Regions from separate parts of the Zea mays genome. Here region 1 is linked to region 2. Evidence: chromatin contacts called from public Hi-C data. All regions are on one chromosome and are shown on one strand. Each heading gives the region's core, a stretch centred on a gene start, on an enhancer-like site or on the middle of the called end of the contact. The rest is flanking DNA. Distances are from core to core; before and after follow the strand shown. Region 1 holds the start of LOC100282626 (beta-1,4-mannosyltransferase). Region 2 holds the start of LOC103639505.

Region 1 (5,415 bases), core at 2,004-4,503, 130 kb before region 2:
CAGCACAAACAGGCAATCCGCATCCAAACATATCAACCACCTAAAACCATTCAAGTTATGATCAAGCTAACAAAAAATCATTCAGTCCTTAATCAAAACAAGTACATATGAGTAACCTTCATTGGTAGGTCCAGCCCTGACGAAGATGTATGCAACGACACTCCTAGATCAGCTGACCCTGTAATGCATATATTTAAAAAAAACAAACTTCATGCTTAGAAAACCATCAAGTTGGGGAAAGTTTTGTGCTACACCTACAAGTGTGCACGCGCACATAAAATCAGCTGGCATACCGAGCAATAAAGGGTAGTCCTCTGATGCAAGCCACATTGTCCGCAAGGCAACACGTCTCAACTTCAACCTTTTTATTTGATCCTCATATTTCTTCCTATCAGGTCCTTTACCTAGGAAAATGGAATACATGAAAAAACAAACTTGGTTATTCATGTTAATATAGCAGAATGGTTTATACCTGTAATAATGAACAGTAATCTTGGGTAGACAAACTGCTTCCCGTTCTTGATATCAATCCAAAGTTGCCCCTCATCCATTGAATCATCTTCACCTAAAGCTGCAGCGACGCGTCTGTCGTACATTAGTGCTGCTTCCAAAAGTATGCTGAAATCTTCATCTGGCGTCCTAGAAATAGGTGGCAAAGGTTTATTTACTTTCTCATATTTGAACTATCCACTCGATAATCACATGCAATGAACATAAAGAAGGCTATATCAATGACTGCAAGGTTCAAAAGAGCAGACCAGCTTGTGCTGCTCACAACAAGTGCTGGCCTGTTAGGCTTCAAGAAAACTTGGCCATCAATCTTACTGGTAAAGGCAGTAGTGTTCATGTCTTCCCCTACTTCCTCTGCAATGTATGATCAGGCAACAAGAAATGCATTGAAGTGAAATAAGCAAAAACATCAAAATGCTCTGGCTAAGTGAAGAAAAACATACCCACTGATATGCAATCAGCATTGCCCATAGCACTACACATGGAATTCCCTAGCCTGCTAAACAACTATTACGTGTCTTAAGGTCACATGTGGTACAGGAAGGAGGAAATAAAAACTCAAAATAGATGCTCACCCCATGTTTCTCCATCAATGAAGCAGGGTGAAAAAAATCAGGAGATTGATCATAAAGAACTGTCGCCCTGGAATTGAAAGTTATGTTAGTACAAATTACAGACTAGGGAATGTGAACAGCAGTTCTTCATATATATGGATTAAACTATGTTTAAATTTTGGTCAGTCTACCTGATTCCCCAATTTTGAGCAAGCTCATGCTGCATTGCTTTTGTAACACAAAAGGCACCATCAGCCATCTGCCCAAAGTACTTCTCAAACCTATATATAATACAGAACATGCTACAACATTAACAGATATATTCAAGTCACGGAGAAAAAATTTTAACACCAAGTTATATATGCTATGTTAATCTTAACAGAAGATAAACAAACAGGGTAAAATATATTACCAGAAATAGATTTTGACAATAATGTGACTTCTGCCATGCGACAACCCCAGCAATGTATATCCAAAGTTATGCCAATCAACAATAAATTTAGCACCTCTCAGCCAGCTTGCCAGTTTTACAGCAGCCAGTGTTGGAACAGAGGGTGGATTCTATTGGAGAAAATATAAACAAAAAACGAAATTAGGCCTCTTGTTGCATCATAAAGAATGTTGTTGAAAATTTTGAGGCTATGTCAAAAAAAAAACAAAAGGTGTAAAATTTAATCACTCATGATAAAAAAAACTACAATATAATCAACTAAAAGAGGAGACTGGAGCATATTCTGCAAATAAGGATGTACGAGTTAGATTGACAGCTTCGCAAATGTGCTGACAAAGACTAGTCACAATGAGAAGGTGTCAGAAATAGGAAGACCATACACCAAAGCCACTGCATAGCATGATCTCCAGTTTAATCCAGGCACGATAACAAGATTCTAACATTAGCAAGTTTACTTCATATGACATCTGAACTGATAGAGGTTGTGTGTAATGTTCATGCAATTCTGAATACATATAATAAGGAACTTGACACTAACCTGAACAAAAAAGACATCAGGGCGAGGAATCTTAAAACAAAGAAACCAAACCAGCAAAATGAACTGGACAGCAGCTTTAAGTAGAAGTGACAGAGCACCAGATATCTTTGAAATTCCAGTTAACTGCACTGTTTTCTGAAGAGAGAATTTTCAAGTTAACAGTGATTAAAAAAAGACAATACACAACAACAGAATAGTTTGCAACATCAATACCATCTCGTGGATGTGAATTGATGGATTCTCTCTCAGTGACAAGTGAGGATCACTTCCTGTTCATTTACACAACGTCATATCTCCATAGGAAAAAAAAAAGAACAACAGAAGCTGACATAACTTTATATTGCACAATACAAACTTAGCAGCATATAACTGAGGCATAAATAGGTTCCCACTAAAGAGTGTGAGTAGATTCATAAAACTGAAATAACTGAAATTGTGAAGAACCCAGTACCTCCATTTGCAACAATGTCCACTTCCATACTGGCCTGTGAAGATGGACAAGGATCAACAACGATAGAAAGGAAAAGCATGCGCTATCACACTAAAATTGCATGTTTGGTGTTCAGAACATCGGATAGGCAACTGTAAGGAGTATTCCTTCCTTCACGCCACTCCAAAATCTTTCCATGACGAATAGTTTTTTTTTTTTTTTTGCTACTGCAGAAACAATCAACTGCGTGCAGCAAGCTGGAGAGATGGCTCCAGTGCAGCACTGCCCAATCCAACCGCTGCTAAAACGAGATGGTAGATTTAGGAGGAACAGACCTGGTTAGCGAGCGAGAGGGAGTGGTATTGCATCCGCGGGCTGCGGCCGATGTCGCCCAGTACCACGACTGACGCGCGCCTCCTCTCCGTCGCCATCGCCTTCAGCCTATGGTCAGGGATAGGATCGGTAAAGGACATGGGTATACACATGTACAGCCGGTTAATTAAGGTTTTGGGTGCTCAGTTTCGCACATCAGGAATGGAAGAGAGATGGTGCGAGCGGGAAAACCTGGCACCTGGCGGACGCTAGTCGCGGGCGAAGGGTCCAACGAAGACCTCGGCACCAGACGGAGGACGGCGGCGGCGGCGTAGCCCAGTCGTCGCAGACAGAGAGAGCGCACGCGTGGTGAAAATGAACCGCTGCAGCGGTAGCCCAATACGGGGTTGTTCGGCCCAAGCCAGGAACCCCTGGACCGTTTTCCTGGGCTGTTCTTTATCATCACCCGTTTCTTTTGCCAACCCGTTTTACCAATCCGGGGTTGTTTCTTTGTTCCTCTCTTCTGTTTTTTTATTCTTTCTGATTTCTTATTTATCCTCTCCACGAGGCACTACCGACAAATAAGTGGAACGATAGTATTATTCACTACAGCACTGAAAATAAAAAAAAATATATATTTTTAATATTATAATGTGGCAGAACATTTTTTTGTAGCGCTTTAGGTCTGTAGCTAGAGACCTTTTTCACTTCATTCCGGAACGCTTATTTGAACCTGGAACGTTTTTCTTGTGAATCTATGACACTATTCACCTGAATTATAAACATTATAATTAATATGTGATAATTTATAAGTGAACTCAAATCATTTTGTCCAAGGATGGATGAAAGTTCTATGTATAGTTCTAATAATTGAGACAACCAATAAACTATATTTTACTTATTGATGATGAACGACACAACAAGATAGTTTTAAGTCAAAGGTTGAGCATGCACATACAAAAAGATGATGATATAGCCACAAGATGAACAAGTGCTCGGCATGAAAGGAGAAAAACAAAATGCAAAGCTCAAGATAAATGTATAAGCTAAGGTATTTTATTTTATTGATTAAGACACGATAGATTGTGTAATCAGCTTTATAATAAGTAGTCGTGCTATAAGGGCTTGTTTGGTTTGAGGTGAATCGAGGAGATTTGGAGGTGATTAAATCATCTCCTATACAAATTTGTATAAAAGGGGATTTAATCCCCTTCAATTCCCCTCTCCCAAATCCACCTCTAACCGAACAAGCTCTGGAGAGGAAAAACTAAGGTTTAAGATGGTTACTTTTGTGCCACTAGCCGAGATAATTAATCATGCAAAGGCAAAGTAGTGCATTGATGCCTGTTTTGGTACAATGCAGTTGATGTCGAAGAGAGATAAACTCATGCATATGCATTAGACCGGGTGAAAATTCATTTTAGACATATTTGTGAAAGGCTAAATAATATACTCTAGTAGTTAGGACACATTGGAGTTAGCATATGTGCCGAGGTTGAAATAAACAAGACTACAGAATGCCTATAAGGCTATAACAAACGTTGAACCCGACCGAGGCACCGAACTGCAACCGTACTAGTCTAACGGCTAACCCTAGCTATATGCTATGGTCTAATAGAGGGTGTTACATCTCTCATCACATCTAGTGATAGTGACTCATCTAAAATGAAATTGTGAGTAATCTCTAGTGATTTGCATTGAGTTGTTACATCTAGTACCACTAGTGATCGTATTGAGTTACAGGATTCTTATTACTTTTTGGTGGTTGTCACCACCTAGATGTTTTGGAGGCAACAAATGATCGTTGAGTAGTTTTGGTGATTGTTATCACCTCTGAATCTCTGATCATCATGTTGCAATGGGCTCTTATGCTCATTCCCCATAAAAGATTCGTGAAGAGCAACTCTAATAGAATAGTGGTTTATTGGAGTGTCTTTCAAGAGTGAATCTTATGACATCATTTGTGAGTTTGGCTTATTATTCTAATTAGTGTATCAATCATCTAATCTGGACACGTCATAATGAGGAAATAGATTGCGAGCTTGCAATCAAATCTCAAGAATAAATATTATATTTATCGGTTGCCTCATGTGATTTTGCATTCCAAGTTACTCTTATTAATACATTTGTTTATTTGTATTTTATAGTTTACATAATATTGTGTAGAGTACTACATTATTGTTTGTAGCTACCTCTTTATTATTCATATCTTTTACATGTTACCAAGTGAGTATTTAATTAGAACTAGACCAAGACACGTACTTCCGCATATAGTTTGAACTTATATCTAGTTCTTAAGTTAAGTTTTGTTAGATTATTTTTTAGGCTATTTATCTCCGCTCTAGACATCTAGATCATATCATGTGGTATCAGAGCTTTGGTCACCTCTAACAACCTTAGGTGTAAAGATGTCTCATTAATAACATGAGAAAAGCCACCACAATTCAATGAAACTAACTATGACTATTGAAAAAAAGGAAATGTGCACACACTTAAGATCAAATAATAAAAGAGTTTGAGATGTTGTAGAAAATAGCCTCAAAACAATGAAATAGAGCTCAACAAAATGTTCCCTAACTTAAGAGCATTTGGTTTGCATTCAAGCCAATGGTTGCATTCA
Region 2 (5,376 bases), core at 2,516-5,015:
TTGAGAGTCTCAGCTGACCCTAGAAAAGGTTTGGAATTCGCAAGCAAACGCGTCGGAATGCATGCATCTAGCTAACAATCCTTTGTTTGCATCATTATGTAACTTGAACATCCACCATATATATGTGTGCAGTTCAGATGTACTAATATACTACATGCATGGTCGTACTGGCATGGGTCGTAATTCCATGTACTAGTACAATGACCGTGCATAAAAGAGCATAATCTTTTTTATAGCTCGCTCGATCACACTACACTAAAATAGTAAACTTCCTAGTGTCTAAACCCTAGTAAGTTAGCCATTAACTCTAGGGAGTTAGCTAAACTCTCGGAAGTTTAGCCATCCCGTCGGAACTTTGGCTCTCGAAATTTTTTTGTCGGAAGTTAGCTTAACTTTCTAGAGCCCTCTAGGAAGTTAGCTAACTTCCTATAGCCAAAGAAGCCTTTCGGAAGTTAGTAGGTTCTCGGAAGTTAGTAGCTTCACGCCGTCAGCGCCGTCAGCTGTCTAACTTCCTACGACTAACTTTCTACGGCTGACTGTAGCCCTAGAAAGTTAGCCAGCTAACTTCCTACGGCCCAATAAGCCTCTAGGAAGTTAATTTGACCAGCATTACAAATGTTGTTTATTTTTATTTTACACCACATTCCATAACATAACAAATATATCAACAACTATATATCACAACATATTTCACATAAAACATCTCACACACAATCACATAACAATATTTAAATCCATAGTCTCATCAATTACATCACAAAAGTCTCATCCATAGTCATAATAAGACACATCTCATCCAGTACTAATAAGAGACAATATCTTATACATAGTCATAATAAAAGTCTCAAGTATCAGAACACAATAACATGGAAGCTCACGATCGCCGATCACCATCGGGTTACAGTGACGAGTGATGGTCGGTACCTCCACTAGCGAAGAGGGCTTCGACAAAGTCTAACCCGTTTTCTCGTTCATGCGTCGGCAAGGTAGCTGGAGGGGTCTAATATACTTGTACAAATGATATTTGTTGAGCATACGATCAGCTTCATCAAGGACAAGATATGATACTTGGTGCAGGCTCACTCTATTGATTTCCAAAATGTCATTTAATCTCCTAGGAGTTGCGACAAGAATGTCAACACCACGCTCCAACTCTCTTAGCTGAGGGCCTTTTGGAGCACCTCCATATAAGCACTTCAAACAACAACAAAAATAATTAACATCCCTGACATATAACATATATTAAATGTAATGGAACATTCATCTGCTCACATATGAATTCATTAAAATTAACCAATATGGTTGGAGGCGCTAACATAGTTAATTCAATTAGAAATATGGCATGTACTAGACCTAGGCAGATCGGTACAGAACCTCTTTGCCGAGAGCCAACGGATGACACTCGGCAAAGACTAACGGCCGTCAGCTTTGGGACGGCCGCTGACGGCCGTTTGCCGAGAGCCTCCTTTGCCGAGTGTTTGACTCTCGGCAAAGTTGTCTTTGCCGAGTGCCGTTCTGTGCCGAGTGTTCAGCGCTCGGCAAAGCACGTTTTGCCGAGTGCCTAACGTTACCGAGTACGGCACTCGGCAAAGCTTTCTTTGCCGAGTGCCCGACAAAAGGCACTCGGCAAAGAAGCCAACACTCGGCAAAGTCTCGGATTCCGGTAGTGAGACAAGCATAGTAATGATAATGACAGATATAAGAAAAATATAAAATGACATACAGTAGAATATATTCTTGAAGATCTGCCAAACTTGATTGCTTCATCTTGAATTTTTGTCGCCAATTCCCTGGTTGGAGACAAACTAATATTGTTGGACCTTCCCTTGAATTATGCTGCAGGCGCTTCAATTGGAACGTGTAGATGTAACAGATGAAAACAAGCCATGAACTTACCATTTCATGCTTACGCTTCATTACAATTTGCTCACGTTCCTGCTGTCGCAGGCTCGCCGCCTTTCACTTTATTCACGAACCTTTTGCCCAGCCTACAACCAATCAATTATTTCAGCCTAAAATGAGCTAACAATCATGAAGGGACACTAACCTTAAGATAGCCGATTATGTATGTGATGAAAAAGGGTAAGAAGCTAACCAATCAGAAATAACCTTGCACCTCTTGGATGAATTCAATAATGTAAACAGTAAACAAGATGGTCAAGTCAAGAATAAAACCTTCGAAAGGACTTCAGTCAATACACGCTTAATTTCCTTGTTGATCGCTGCCATTCGAGCAGCTTCAATCTCATCCTGAGTAAGAGCGCAATAATTTAAACAAGAGCCATGTTGATACTCAACTTAAAAATGTCTAAAAAAATGACAACATGTTGTTCAATGATATGTTCTACTTATTTTGCAACACATGAAAATAGCAAAGTTGATTATTATTTTAATCAGTATTGCTGCTCATGATAGGTTTTTCCAATAACTGGCATATGGGCATAACAAATCTGTAGGACATAAATGAGTCATTGTATAACAAAATGTTTACATGCCCTCATTAGGTTATTTAAAGGCACTGGAGAAATATTGGACATGTCTACATGGAGAGCTGGATAAGGAGGCACTAGAAGGTGGAGTCAACACCCTGCAGGTGGGCATGAGCATACTGGTGTTTAAATTATAGGAACACAGATGGATACTCAAAGGAAGAAGTATTATGCATAGTTTGCTTCAGGCTATCTTCAATAATTGGAACCTTAAGCACAATACATAAAGATTAGTCGGCATCACCTTACTACCAATAGTAAGCAATGGAGCATGTTTATGCATGCAGGGTGACTGCAGAACAAGTTTACCTTTGAGTCTTTCAGGCGCAGAACATCACCAGTCATACCAACACGAGGAGGTGTATGTATTCAACAACAAGACTAAGGTGCTTGTACAAGCAATGCTAGAAAAGCAAGCGAGCAACAATTTCAAAAGCATCAAGTTGAAATTCATAGAGAAGTACCTTCGATGGCTTCAATAAGCTCGCAACTCGGTCACGAATCAGACTGAATACTGCAAGAGACCCCCGCTCATCGATTATAATGTTCTATCAAACACAAGATTCCACACAAGCAATAAATTTTTAATGCAGTTTGATTATAACAGCAACTACTATTTACCGAACACCATAAGTAAATGAAGAATTAAGAGTTTTACAATGTTGTGCATGTCGTTCTCGGGGACAATCAAGTAGGGTGTGCCCTTATGGATCATGTAGTGCACCCTCGACGTGTAAATCTCATTCTTGCTGCCCAATAGCACCCCAACAAAAAAACAATTAAGACAAACAACTCTTACCGTTGAGACCTTATTTATGCGCACAAATACACAGATGAAATGATAAGATACGAGCGTATGCACCTTCCCTTGTTGTCAGCCTTGACAGTGTTGAGGTGCGCTTCCCAACCGGTGGCCAAGATATTCTGTGAAACCAGGGGCGAGGGAAGTAAGAGAAAGAACAACTAAGGAGGTGCGAAACGGTCGCTGATATTGCTCGCGATCAGTACCCGACACTTGTGACTAACGGAGACGGCGACCGATTTGACCTTCGCCACCGCCATGGCCACGAGCACCAACCGACGAGGGGCGCGGTGGGGCGGGGCGGTGAGGGGCACGGCGGGCGGGGGCGCGGCGGCCGACTGGCGGATGGGGGCGTCGGCGGTGCGGGGAAAGCCCACGGTGGGTGGGGGCGGGCGCGGCGGGCGGGTGGTGGGGCGGGCGTGGGGCGCGACCGACGGTGGTTGCAAGGAACAAGATCGAGAAAGGATAGTGAGAGGAAGATAAGGTAGATTCGCAGGGTAAGATAAAAAAATATAACTTTCTAAAGTAAAGCCGTAGGAAGTTACTTAACTTCCTAGAGCAGGCCGTAGGAAGTTAGTTTTCGTTTGACTGATTAAAAGCTGAAAGTTAACTTCCTAGAGGAGGCCGTAGGAAGTTAGCAGGAGAATCTTACTTCCTAGAGCAGGCCATAGGAAGTTAGCTTTTCGTTTGACTGGTCAAAAGCTGAAAGCTAACTTACTAGAGGAGGCCGTAGGAAGTTAGCGACTCGTTTGACCGCACCCGGGGATCGGCAACTGAAAGCTAACTTCCTAGAGAAGGCTGTAGGAAGTTAGCAGGAGAATCTTACTTCCTAGAGTAGGCCGTAGAAAGTTAGCAAGAGAAGCTTACTTACTAGAGTAGGTCGTAGAAAGTTAGCGGCTCGTTTGACCACACGAACGAGTCAGCATGTAAAAGCTAACTTCCTACAACATTTATAAATTACCATAAGAAAATATGTTTATTTCCTAGATCTATCAGTTGTCTCTCGAAAGTTATTTATTTTCTACGGTTTATTATAAAAGTTGTAGAAAGTTAAAAAAACCGTAGGAAGTGTATGATTTTGGTGTAGTGTCATTCGTCCTACTTCATAGTACTAAATGGGAACACTGCGCTATGTGCGACTTGGTGTCGTGTTTGACTTAGTTAGTTCATCACGGTCTATCTAGGACGTAATAACCTATGATTAGGCGAGAAGCGGGAGAGAAACTAACCTACACGCTTGCTTTGATGCACGCAATGCACCAAACTCGCTTTAAAAGATTAGAGATGCATATACATACATATTATGTACAATACTGCAGCTGGTCTTTATTTGTGCGTTCCGTATGCACTCCATCCATATAACCTTGGCAATTGCAAAGGGGTGGTGAAACATCGTCAAATGCACGCATAATGGCGTATCAACTATCAATGCTGAAAGTGGATGAGGTTGGAATTCAAAATATTTATGTTCACACACCCATACGATTCCACGAGTAGCAGGAGAAAGAAATCGTTAATCTCGAAGATTCTGAAAATCAACCGAATTTGACGAGGAGGCGCGCGCGGCCTCCGATCAAACCCTGTTGACTAGACAACGGTGCATCTCGAGAATGCAACGACCTAGCACTAGCAGGATTTATGAGGATTAACATGAAGTCATTTTTTTCTAGCACATGATATGTTTTAATTAAAACCTAAGCCTACCGTCCTTTTCTGTAACATTGCAGATATACTGTTTGGGTTTTAATCAACGGGTTGCCTCGGCTTAGTTGGGCCGTTCCACTTTGTTTTACCGGACTGGGCTTTGAGGGCCCAGGCCGGCTTCGCCTTTTGTGATGTTGGATTTGCTATCCTCACGAGACAAGAGACGGGCGACGGAAGAGGCGGTGCCGGTGACCATTCCTAGGCGGACACCAGTCCACATGCTAAAACGCCGACATCCAGAAGCGAAAAATCCAGTATGGCCTGCGCATTTCTGTTATCCTACTAGAATAGAAAGAAAACGACACCGTTTTGATCGAGGGCCAAATTAGGAAATTTATTAGTGGCGGAGAGGCCGATGGATAACCACGACTGAACTACTGG

What was found. A called contact is a pair of places that touch in the nucleus more often than the background predicts.
Region 1: a contact with region 2 is called in a Hi-C map of leaf, with 5 times the contacts expected there. The contact joins the promoter of LOC100282626 here to the promoter of LOC103639505 in region 2. A contact is called at or near these places in 2 of 25 Hi-C or Micro-C datasets (bundle sheath and leaf).

Annotation. Positions count from the first base shown.
Region 1 is chr9:156,808,807-156,814,221 of Zm-B73-REFERENCE-NAM-5.0, reverse strand. LOC100282626 (beta-1,4-mannosyltransferase) reads right to left here and starts at 3,253. Exons shown (of 17, transcript NM_001412124.1): 1 at 3,055-3,253; 2 at 2,819-2,924; 3 at 2,505-2,538; 4 at 2,267-2,322; 5 at 2,054-2,188; 6 at 1,477-1,625; 7 at 1,256-1,345; 8 at 1,086-1,152; 9 at 954-1,017; 10 at 759-864; 11 at 473-639; 12 at 294-404; 13 at 117-178; 14 at 1-40. The coding sequence starts at 2,914.
Region 2 is chr9:156,677,010-156,682,385 of Zm-B73-REFERENCE-NAM-5.0, reverse strand. It overlaps LOC103639505, which reads right to left and starts at 3,765. Exons shown (of 8, transcript XM_008662256.3): 1 at 3,498-3,765; 2 at 3,352-3,413; 3 at 3,148-3,238; 4 at 2,954-3,037; 5 at 2,176-2,250; 6 at 1,897-1,988; 7 at 1,724-1,790; 8 at 796-1,194. The coding sequence starts at 3,551. The coding sequence ends at 1,965.